Linked DNA regions of Gasterosteus aculeatus: region 1 is linked to region 2. Evidence: chromatin contacts called from public Hi-C data. All regions are on one chromosome and are shown on one strand. The core of a region is the stretch at or near the end of the contact, and the rest is flanking DNA. Distances in the headings are between cores, read along the strand shown.

Region 1 (4,389 bases), core at 812-3,311, 34 kb before region 2:
AGCACATATAAAAGAACCTGTGTGTGTGTGTGTGTGTGTGTGTGTGTGTGTGTGTGTGTGTCCTTACCTTCAGCCTGGGTGGCCACTTTGAGCGCTGCGGAGCTCTCCCCCTGGCCGTTGCCGTTGTGGGCCACGACCCTGAAGCGATATTTGGTGTCTGGCATGAGGTTCTGGATGGTGACCTGCATCTCTCCTGGACGGCTGGTGTTCACTACTCGCTCCCTGACGTGCGCGCGCACACAGACACACACACGCACAGAAACAGGCCTGTTAATAACGTCAGTCTTCCATTTACAGTAGGGTACATAACTTAGTTATATAATGTGTATTGTACTGTACTTGTTCATTTGATAATAGAACAAGTGTGCATATTTGCCTCCTTTCCATCCCCCCCCCCCACCCAAAAAAAAGAAGAATTGTTTTAAGATCCAAGGAATCTTCCCCAGGTGTCGGGTTTAACGTCTGGCTGGTTTTGTCCAAAACGCAAAGACAATCAATCAGCATTCGCATTGATCCGATTAAAGATTCACACATTCGCATGGAATGCTGGAAAAATAGCCCTCAGCCGCTGAGCGAACATTACATCCTACAGCAGAAAAGGAGAGGAAGCGCATGTGCAGCCCTGCTGGTTTTGTGTAGATGTTGCGTGTGCGCTCTGTGCATTTGCACAGATAGTTATGCACTCATTTGCATCCTGAGCTCTCGCACTGGCAAGTAAAAGCCTTTTCATGTATTCGGCCACTTGTGAAAATAAGAGACAAAAAAATGCCCCCAAACACTGAGGAGATATTGTAGAAAAACCTCCCGGCTTCCTAAATCTAATTCTCAGACACTCAGTAAATCCTCTCAAGAGCCACTTTAAAAAAAAAAAAGAAAAAAAAAAGTAAAAAGAGTTTGGAATGAAATATTTTGTTGATACTTGCAGAGGTAATCCTTGGAGGAAGGAAGTTTGCTTTTAATTATTTACCACTTTAACTGCTTTAATAAGATATTTGCAGCGTCGTCAGAGACCCGCATACGAGTACTCTTGTGTAGTAGTATCGTGTGTGTGGGTGTGTGTGTACGGCAGTACTACCGTCCAGTGCGAGGAGTACCTGCTGGTTCCCTCCTGGCTGTAGAAAACAGAGAAGGTCAACTCGTCTCCGTGGGGCTCGGCTGGCGGGCGCCACGTCAGCTTGATGAAACGGGTGGAAACCAGGGAGGCCACGACGTCGCGGGGGGGCGAGGGGGCGGGCCCCGCCGGACGGGCTGCCCCTCTGGAGCCTGGCGTTACATGGTCAGCAGTGTTAGGAGTCAGTGAGGGGGGAGGAAAAGAGGGCAGGGCTACATCTTTGGGTCGGAAGGGGGGGGGGGGGGGAGGGAGAGAGAGGGATGGCGAGGTGGGTGCAGCGAGAGGGAGGGGGGGGGTGCAGGAGACAGTGGCAGCATAGGACATCCACAGGGGGGGGGGGGGATGGAGGAGGTGAAATGGAAATGACAGTGAAACGGAAGAAAGGAAGGAAACAAAAAAAAGAAGAAAAAACAAAATAACAACAACGTAACGAAAAAAGCCTTTTAACGTGACGAGGAACCACAGAAATATAACACTTGTACTACACGATTAGAAGCACAATACGAGGGGACTACACATGCAGATCTACACACAGCGCTCTGATGTAGACGGTGGCGGAACAGATTTCATTTCACAGACGGCCCTCCCAGCAATCATTTTTAATTACAAATGATTGACGCTTTTACTCTAAAACAAGACGGAGGGAGACTTTGTGCACACCAGAAACCGTGTTTGCGGAATTCAATTGCTTTTCATTCGCCAAAGACAAAAACATTCCTACGTTTAAAACTAAAGTAAAAAACACACAGAAGCAGGAGATGCTTTCCGTTTTCCTTTTTTGTTACTTTCGGCCGTCACATTCCTTCGGCTCAACCACAGAAATGTCTGTGACTTCACTCGGCGGTTGCTGCTTCTTTTTTCAGTCTTCTTCGGTGGAACGAACCGAGCGAGAGCTGCTCTCCACAAAACCACAGCGTCAGTCCGCGTGTCCGCGTGTCCGTGGGCGGGTCACGTGAGCCGACTGGAGGGCAAAGGGACGACGCGGCGCAGTGTGCAAACGGTGTGTTATTGCTGGAGGGAATTGTTGTGAAATACAAAGCAGCTGCTGGCATGCGCATCTGTCCGTCTTGGCGTGCGGGACGACCGCGAAGCTGGCTTTAATATTTGTTTACATATCAAATTCCCCAGTTCATTGACTTTTGTGGCTGCAGGGATTTTCTGTTATTCGGTCTGCTCGTCTCCCACTGGGATCAACATGCATCTGCACACACTTTGTAGCTTCAAACGAAAGCCGCAGTGCTATCGTGTGTGTGTGTGTGTGTGCGTGCGCACCAAATACACTCAGCCTTTGTATTGGAAAGTTGTGTTTGCTCTTGGATTTGAAATGAAACAATGATTTATGAGGTTAAAGTGCTGATTGCAATCGTTCATTTCGGATTATTTGACACCAATTTTTAAAAAAAAAAGAAGGAAAAATCAATTCATCACACGCAGGGTGCGGCGGCTGAAGTCGATTTCTGGGTCTGAAGCTGGAGCTCTGAGATTAGCAGATACTCGATGTCTTCACTCCCGGCTCACTTTGCTGTTCTTTTTGCCTTCAGTCTGGTCAACAGCAAATAAGACTGCGATGGATTGCGGTCCGGTGACTGATGAGTCTGCCGCGTCGTCCGCGTAATGTTTAAATGGGGACTGAAATCCCCGCCTCCACCAAGCTGGATGTCAACAACCTCCAACAGCCTCTAGGCTGGAAGTCAACACTTCGACCTCAACGCCTTCATTTCAAAGCCAATTTACTAAAAACGGAGGGAAACAAATCGTCATCCTAAAGCTCTCTGACTGCAGCGTAAATGACCGATACAAAAGACAGAAAAGCACAAGGCTGTGGTGTCTCTCTCACACACACACACACACACACACACACACACACACACACACAGCAAAGGGATTGCCACTTAACCACGAGCAGGCTCACCCATCGTCATTGGATAAAACCGACACAAGGGGAAGATTTATGAATTTCAGACAACTCCTCCCTTCCTTTGAATAAGGAAACCTTTGACCTTTTTGGTAAAATTGTGAACTTATTGATCTGTGAAGCAGAGTTTCCCCACAAAGAATCACCCAAAAGCGCCACTACATTACAGATGTGTTCATAGTTTTTTTTTTGGGAAATAAGTTAGTTTGCATAAAGAATTATTAAAAAGGACCAAACAAATGGGGCTTCCACCCGTCGTAGATTAGTTGACTAATTTCAGTAATCCCCAAGCAGATTGGTAAGAGTCCAATCCACATGGAACTGCCTGCTGATTTAAAGTTGAGGCTCCATACGAGTTCTGCAAAAGGATTCCGTAAAAATTAAACTGAAGAAAGGCTGCAATAATTAGTTTAAATCCCCGAGGGGGAAGACAGCTATCCAAGAATTAACTGTCACCCACTTAGTTAGGAAGCACTGAAGGGCCTGACTGCTACTCGACAACCTCAGGCTGTGCTCCACTTCACAGAGAAGACAAACAAAGGTCTACCGCACAGACGGCCCGTCCTCAGCAAATATCCAGATTTCCCTCTAAAGCCCCTTTTCTTCCATTCAAATGACACAACCGTTTGAGATGTGCAACCACGGAAACAGAACAGGATCCCACGTGTCCAAAACACGTCTCATCTCGGTCAGCTTCGCCTCGTCTGGAGTTGAGCCACCGCTGGTTGACGATTTGGGGGGAAAAAAAACATATGACATAATCTTTTTGAGACTTTGTACGCAGCAAATACTCAAGTGGGAATAATGCTGCATTCAAAGTGTGTCCGGTGCCTGCTGAGGAATTCTGGGATGAGCGAATGATGAACCACACGTAGATTCCATCTACTGCTGTATGCAACTGACGTGTCGACGTTTTTTTGCGCGTCCTGACAATCCGTCTTGTACCTTGAGCCACTAACTGTTACTGTAAGGAGGCGTCAGCCTCCCACTGCCTCTATTCATAGCTGATTAATTGTGCCATTAGTCTCTGTGCCAGAGGCAATGAATGGCTGGCATTAAGGCTTAATGAGGAAGGTTACTCTGGATCTGCATAATAAATCTGGGAAACAAGTACACACAACAGTCAGGAAAAGAGATGCACAGAAAAAGCATTCATTTAAAATATCTCGCTGGAAGACGAGGCCCTTTGTCTCCCGGGTGAAAAATTCGGATTGAAGCCTGGTAACTTTTAGCGTTAAATCCTTTGGTGGCTTCTCCATCGTCAGAACAAAGACAAACACGCCGCGTCTAATGTGGTTCGGTAAAGGACGACCGCATGGGAGGCGGATCCAGCACGGAGCTCACGGCCCGCTACCGGGTCGAG
Region 2 (4,335 bases), core at 1,749-4,248:
GAGTCCCGCCTTAAAGGCGTTATGGGATGCCACGCTCGCTGGAACTCAATCGACTCCGAGGCCTGTCCCCGACCGGCGCGCTGGTGCGGTTTTCCAGGCTGCAGACGTCGCCCCCTGCTGGCACGGCCAACAACGGTGGAAAATACAGCCGTACTCGAACGCGCCGCCCAAAAAAGCGAGGAAGAGCTTCCGGAGATTTGTTTTCCGTCTTAGAATGAAGCTCGGTACCGGAAGATTAAGAGATCCCTCAGCAGAATATCTCTCCCCGCGCGCAGCCAACGAGCCGGATTTGACATTTGGCCATCGCGAGCAATCAGGAGGAAGAAACGCATCACAGAGGAGCGCCGAGATCCCGATTTCCCCCACCGACAAGAGTCAGGCAGAGCGGAACGGAACGCGGACACAGCGTGGGGCTCTCGTTGCGATCACTTCCCCCGGCTTCACTCGCGCTTTCCCTCTCTCCCAACTCACGGCCGCTCTCCCGGCGGTTGCTCAAAGTCATTCCGGGGGTGTGTGGGAAATCAATAAGCTGGAATTGAAGGACACGAGTGAGGTTGAAGGAAAGTGGGCACACTAGGAAAGTAGATTAAAGCCCTTCAGGTGGGAATAATTCCTGGAATGCATTGACCGTCTAAAGGGAGTAGAGTTTCCACATCGCCGTCCCTCACCAACACATCCATTACAGTTTTGCACACAAATAATCGTCGTTGGTGCTTTCATGAATTCCAATAGAGCCAAATTAAGGTCGGCTGAGCCAAAAAAAACAACAATGTCAGCCGCTGAGGCGTTGGATCCCAGAGTACATTACAAGCGAGTGTGAAGACACCCAATCAACGGCAAAGAGAATGCGAGACTGAGATTGGGACGGGAGGATGCTGGTGGGAGGGGAAGGGGACGACGAGACAATAATGTCTACTAGATGTCTTGGCTTTGAGAAGTGCGCGCTTAGCCAAAGCTGAATGCCTTTGCCTGATGCGAAAAGCCGCCCGCGCACAACATGTACGGAACGCGCTTCGTTCCGTTCTCCGGCTCGCTCGCTCCTGCTGGCTTTAAGGGCAGCGGCAGTAAGCGGTTATTAATTCCCTAATTGAAGGTTTCAGAGCTTTGGGGGAAAATACTTGTTCCATTACAGGAAATCATGTCATTCAGCCCGCGTACCCGCGTACCTTTGGTTATAGCGGTACAGTAAAAGTATTGATGCCTCAGACGGACTCGTATTTGGAGGGGATTTCAAATGTACAATGAAAAAAAAGAACACCACTGATATCAGTATTTCTGCACCAAAGTGTGAGAAATACTGATGTGTACAAATAGATTTAAAGGCAGGAGGATTTCACTGGATGTTTTCCCCCAGAAATGTTCCAACGCTACATCGGAGCTTAAAAAAAAAAAAAAAAAGAGATATTTCACTTATTTGAGTGTTACGCATCCAATTTCAGGGTTTACGTTTTACTTCTGGAGACTGGATTAAAGAGTCGTCGGGGCGATTCCTTCCGAGCTTCTGAGAAAGCTCCGCTGGACCAAAGTGTCCACGGGGTTCTGCCGTTGCTAAAGCCTTGGTCACGTGCGGTTGTTCAGACGGTGATGCTTTTGTTGGAAACAACACGTCAGTGAGGGACGGGCGCTCGCATTTCCTCTTTAAACTTTAATTGCATTGTATTGCAAAACCCACTTGAATAAACTCCCTCCAAATAACAACAACAACAACAACAAGTAAACGCTGTTCAGCCCCCCCGATATGGCGCTTAATAAAAAGCACTTCAGGGTAATTGTACAATGAAAAAGAGAGAGATTATTCTATCTCTCTAGTGCAGCCTCGATCGTAGCAGGGAATTACGCTTTGATGGGCGCTGCTTTAGTCCTGTTCTGAAGTAGCTCTGCATGGTAAACGGAAAGCGCAGCATGAATTCTTTAAATCCCGCGCCGCCAGGGACTTTTTATTTAAATACAAATATGGGATGCAGTTAAAAGATGGGGCCGATTGAAGTATTCCTCAAAGAAAACCTCAAAGTGGAAAGTAGATACGATAGACGCAACGCCGGCAATTCATGAGAAATACTGTGGGTGCGCATCTAAAAATAGGTTCACTCCACCAGGAGGAAAGAGAAGGCCGAACCGAAGCTGGACCATGAAACTCATCTCGGCGCCACGGCGATGGGAAAGAGCACGAAACAAACGGACAGGAGACGGATGGGTGGCGTTCCGTCTCCCTGGAGGGGGGGGGGGGGCGCCGGAGATGACAGGAAGAGCGCGTCCTGTTACCTTGTTACCAGCCTCGGTCTGGTGTCGCAGAACGACACAACAGGCAAATGGTACATTTCACAACACGACAACCTCCACACAGCGGTGTGAACACAGAGGATGCAGGGAGGAACTCGTGGAGGGGGAGAACTGTATGCGAGGGGGGGGGCGGCGGCAGGCACCGTTAGGTGCGTAAAGCTAACTCTCTGATAGCTGTCAGCCGGGGGAGGGATGTCTTTAGCTGCTGAACCACTCGGGGTGCAGACCAGATGTTGCACCGTGCTCCCAAAAGGCTTTGGACGCTCTCATTCCTCGCTTCGTTTTATTGTTTTGTTTTTTTTCTCACGACGAAGCGCGTGAGCAGGGGGGGCGTGGGGGCCATATACGTCGGTCGGACCGCCTCTCCATTGTGCGTGGGACGAGCGTGACAAGTTGCGTGGTTTTGATTGCCGCTTTTCCTTTTGTGCGTGCTCCCAAACTGAAATAACACGCAATCAATTGTGTCTTGATGGGACGTGACGCGCGGGGACGAGGCACGGTTGGCGCGCTGACAGCCGCTGAGGCGTACGGACGGAGGAGACACTGAGACGGGAGGCTGGCGGATGCCGGAGGATGGAGGACGCATGACATGGGCCGGGTCAGTTGTTGCCATGGAAACATCAAGGAGAAGGCAATCCAGACAAACGTATATTTCTATTCCATTAGACACAGTGTACGTATACACACACACACACACACACACAAATATGTCGACAATGGTAAAAAGGTGGGAATGATTATAATCTGGATTGGGTCTTTTTTGACATCTTTGACATCAAAAATGTTGAAATTAAAGCGTAAAGCTTTTATGCTAAACGATTTGAAAAGGTGCCATTTTGGCTCTAATGAGACAGAAAAAAACGTCATGCACAATATTGTCTGATTATTATTTATGAAGGCGCTTTGATCAAAATACAATGAATTTTATACATATATATATTCATGTGTGGCTGCTACAACATGTAAAAGCAGGGAACCTGAAGTACAAATTGGATGATTCGATGTTCTCGCTTCTTCGCACAGACAAAAAAAAACTGTCAATAGTTGTTAAGGGCCATCCGGCCAGAAACCGCAGCGGCACAGCGGGGGTCATTTGTCAGCTTTTGAGAGCTTCTTTTTCTCCTGCTTTTTGAAACGGAGGTACAAGGATGCAACTAATGATTCATTTCTTCATCAGCTAAACGGCAGAATATTCTCTTCCTCGGTCGATTCATTTATTTGGTCAAATTAGGATAAATGCCAAACTACTCTCTCACACTTCCCCAGAGCTCAAGGTGCCGTCCTTCAGTTGGAAAAAAAGAAAAAGATAATCACCTTTCATCGCGCCAGACAAAGAAAAGCAGCAAATCATCGTTTGAGCAGACGGAACGAGGTCGTTCTGTTGGGTTTTCGTTTTTTCACCGCGACGTTCACCATCCGATCACGCCAGGACGCGCCAAGCGTCCCGTCCGTGAAACGGCACCGCGCTCGCCTCGGGAGCCCGGCGACGCGGCCCACATGCCGGGGGGGGGGGGCGCTTCCAGTCTGGACCTCGGCGAGGATTGATCGGTATGTGGGGGGAGACTTGGCGAGGCGGGAAGAGGGAGGGGGAAACCACGCCGGAGCCCAGCAGAGACCTCGCTGCTTCAAAATAAAAGCTTTTCAATGACAAAACAATGAAGGGTGAACTCTTTACAGGAACGCGTGTTCATCACAGACTCAGCCGAGCTTTGTCGCTTCCCCTGCTTCCCATGTGCAGTTCACCTGTTCACAGCCAAGTCGACTCCCTGCAGAATCTGGGAGAAACGAGCCCTTTTTCATTACGGGTAATTGAGTTGTACCTCAAACAGTACTGATTGTATTAGGGCCCTTAATCATGTTACGGTGTCTTATTTTATCACTGGGAATTTAGCTCATTCTTGGCCCATTCTGAGGCTAACCTTCCGCAGAGGTCGTTGCCACGGGAGACCGCGGCGGCTCCCATTACCCGCGCGCAGATGAATGTGTCGGCGCAACGAGGGTGCATCCCTTTGCCCTCTGTCTCGCACCCCCCTTCTTCCCCTCGCCCCATTATCG

The links. Hi-C and Micro-C count contacts between places; a contact is called where the count stands out from the background.
Region 1: a Hi-C map of skeletal muscle shows a contact between it and region 2, with 3 times the contacts expected there. The contact joins two enhancer-like sites. A contact is called at or near these places in 2 of 6 Hi-C or Micro-C datasets (both in skeletal muscle).

Annotation. Positions count from the first base shown.
Region 1 is chr12:21,167,758-21,172,146 of fGasAcu3.hap1.1, reverse strand. neo1a (neogenin 1a) reads right to left here. Exons shown (of 29, transcript XM_078085704.1): 9 at 1,095-1,329; 10 at 68-222. Among protein-coding and RNA genes, the nearest start is that of snx1b, 24 kb to the left of the region's middle. Within about 2 kb of position 2,061, at least 3 of the 9 cell types and tissues checked have open chromatin away from gene starts, as enhancers often do.
Region 2 is chr12:21,134,799-21,139,133 of fGasAcu3.hap1.1, reverse strand. The region is part of intron 3 of neo1a (neogenin 1a); the gene reads right to left. Among protein-coding and RNA genes, the nearest start is that of neo1a, 54 kb to the right of the region's middle. Within about 2 kb of position 2,998, at least 1 of the 9 cell types and tissues checked has open chromatin away from gene starts, as enhancers often do.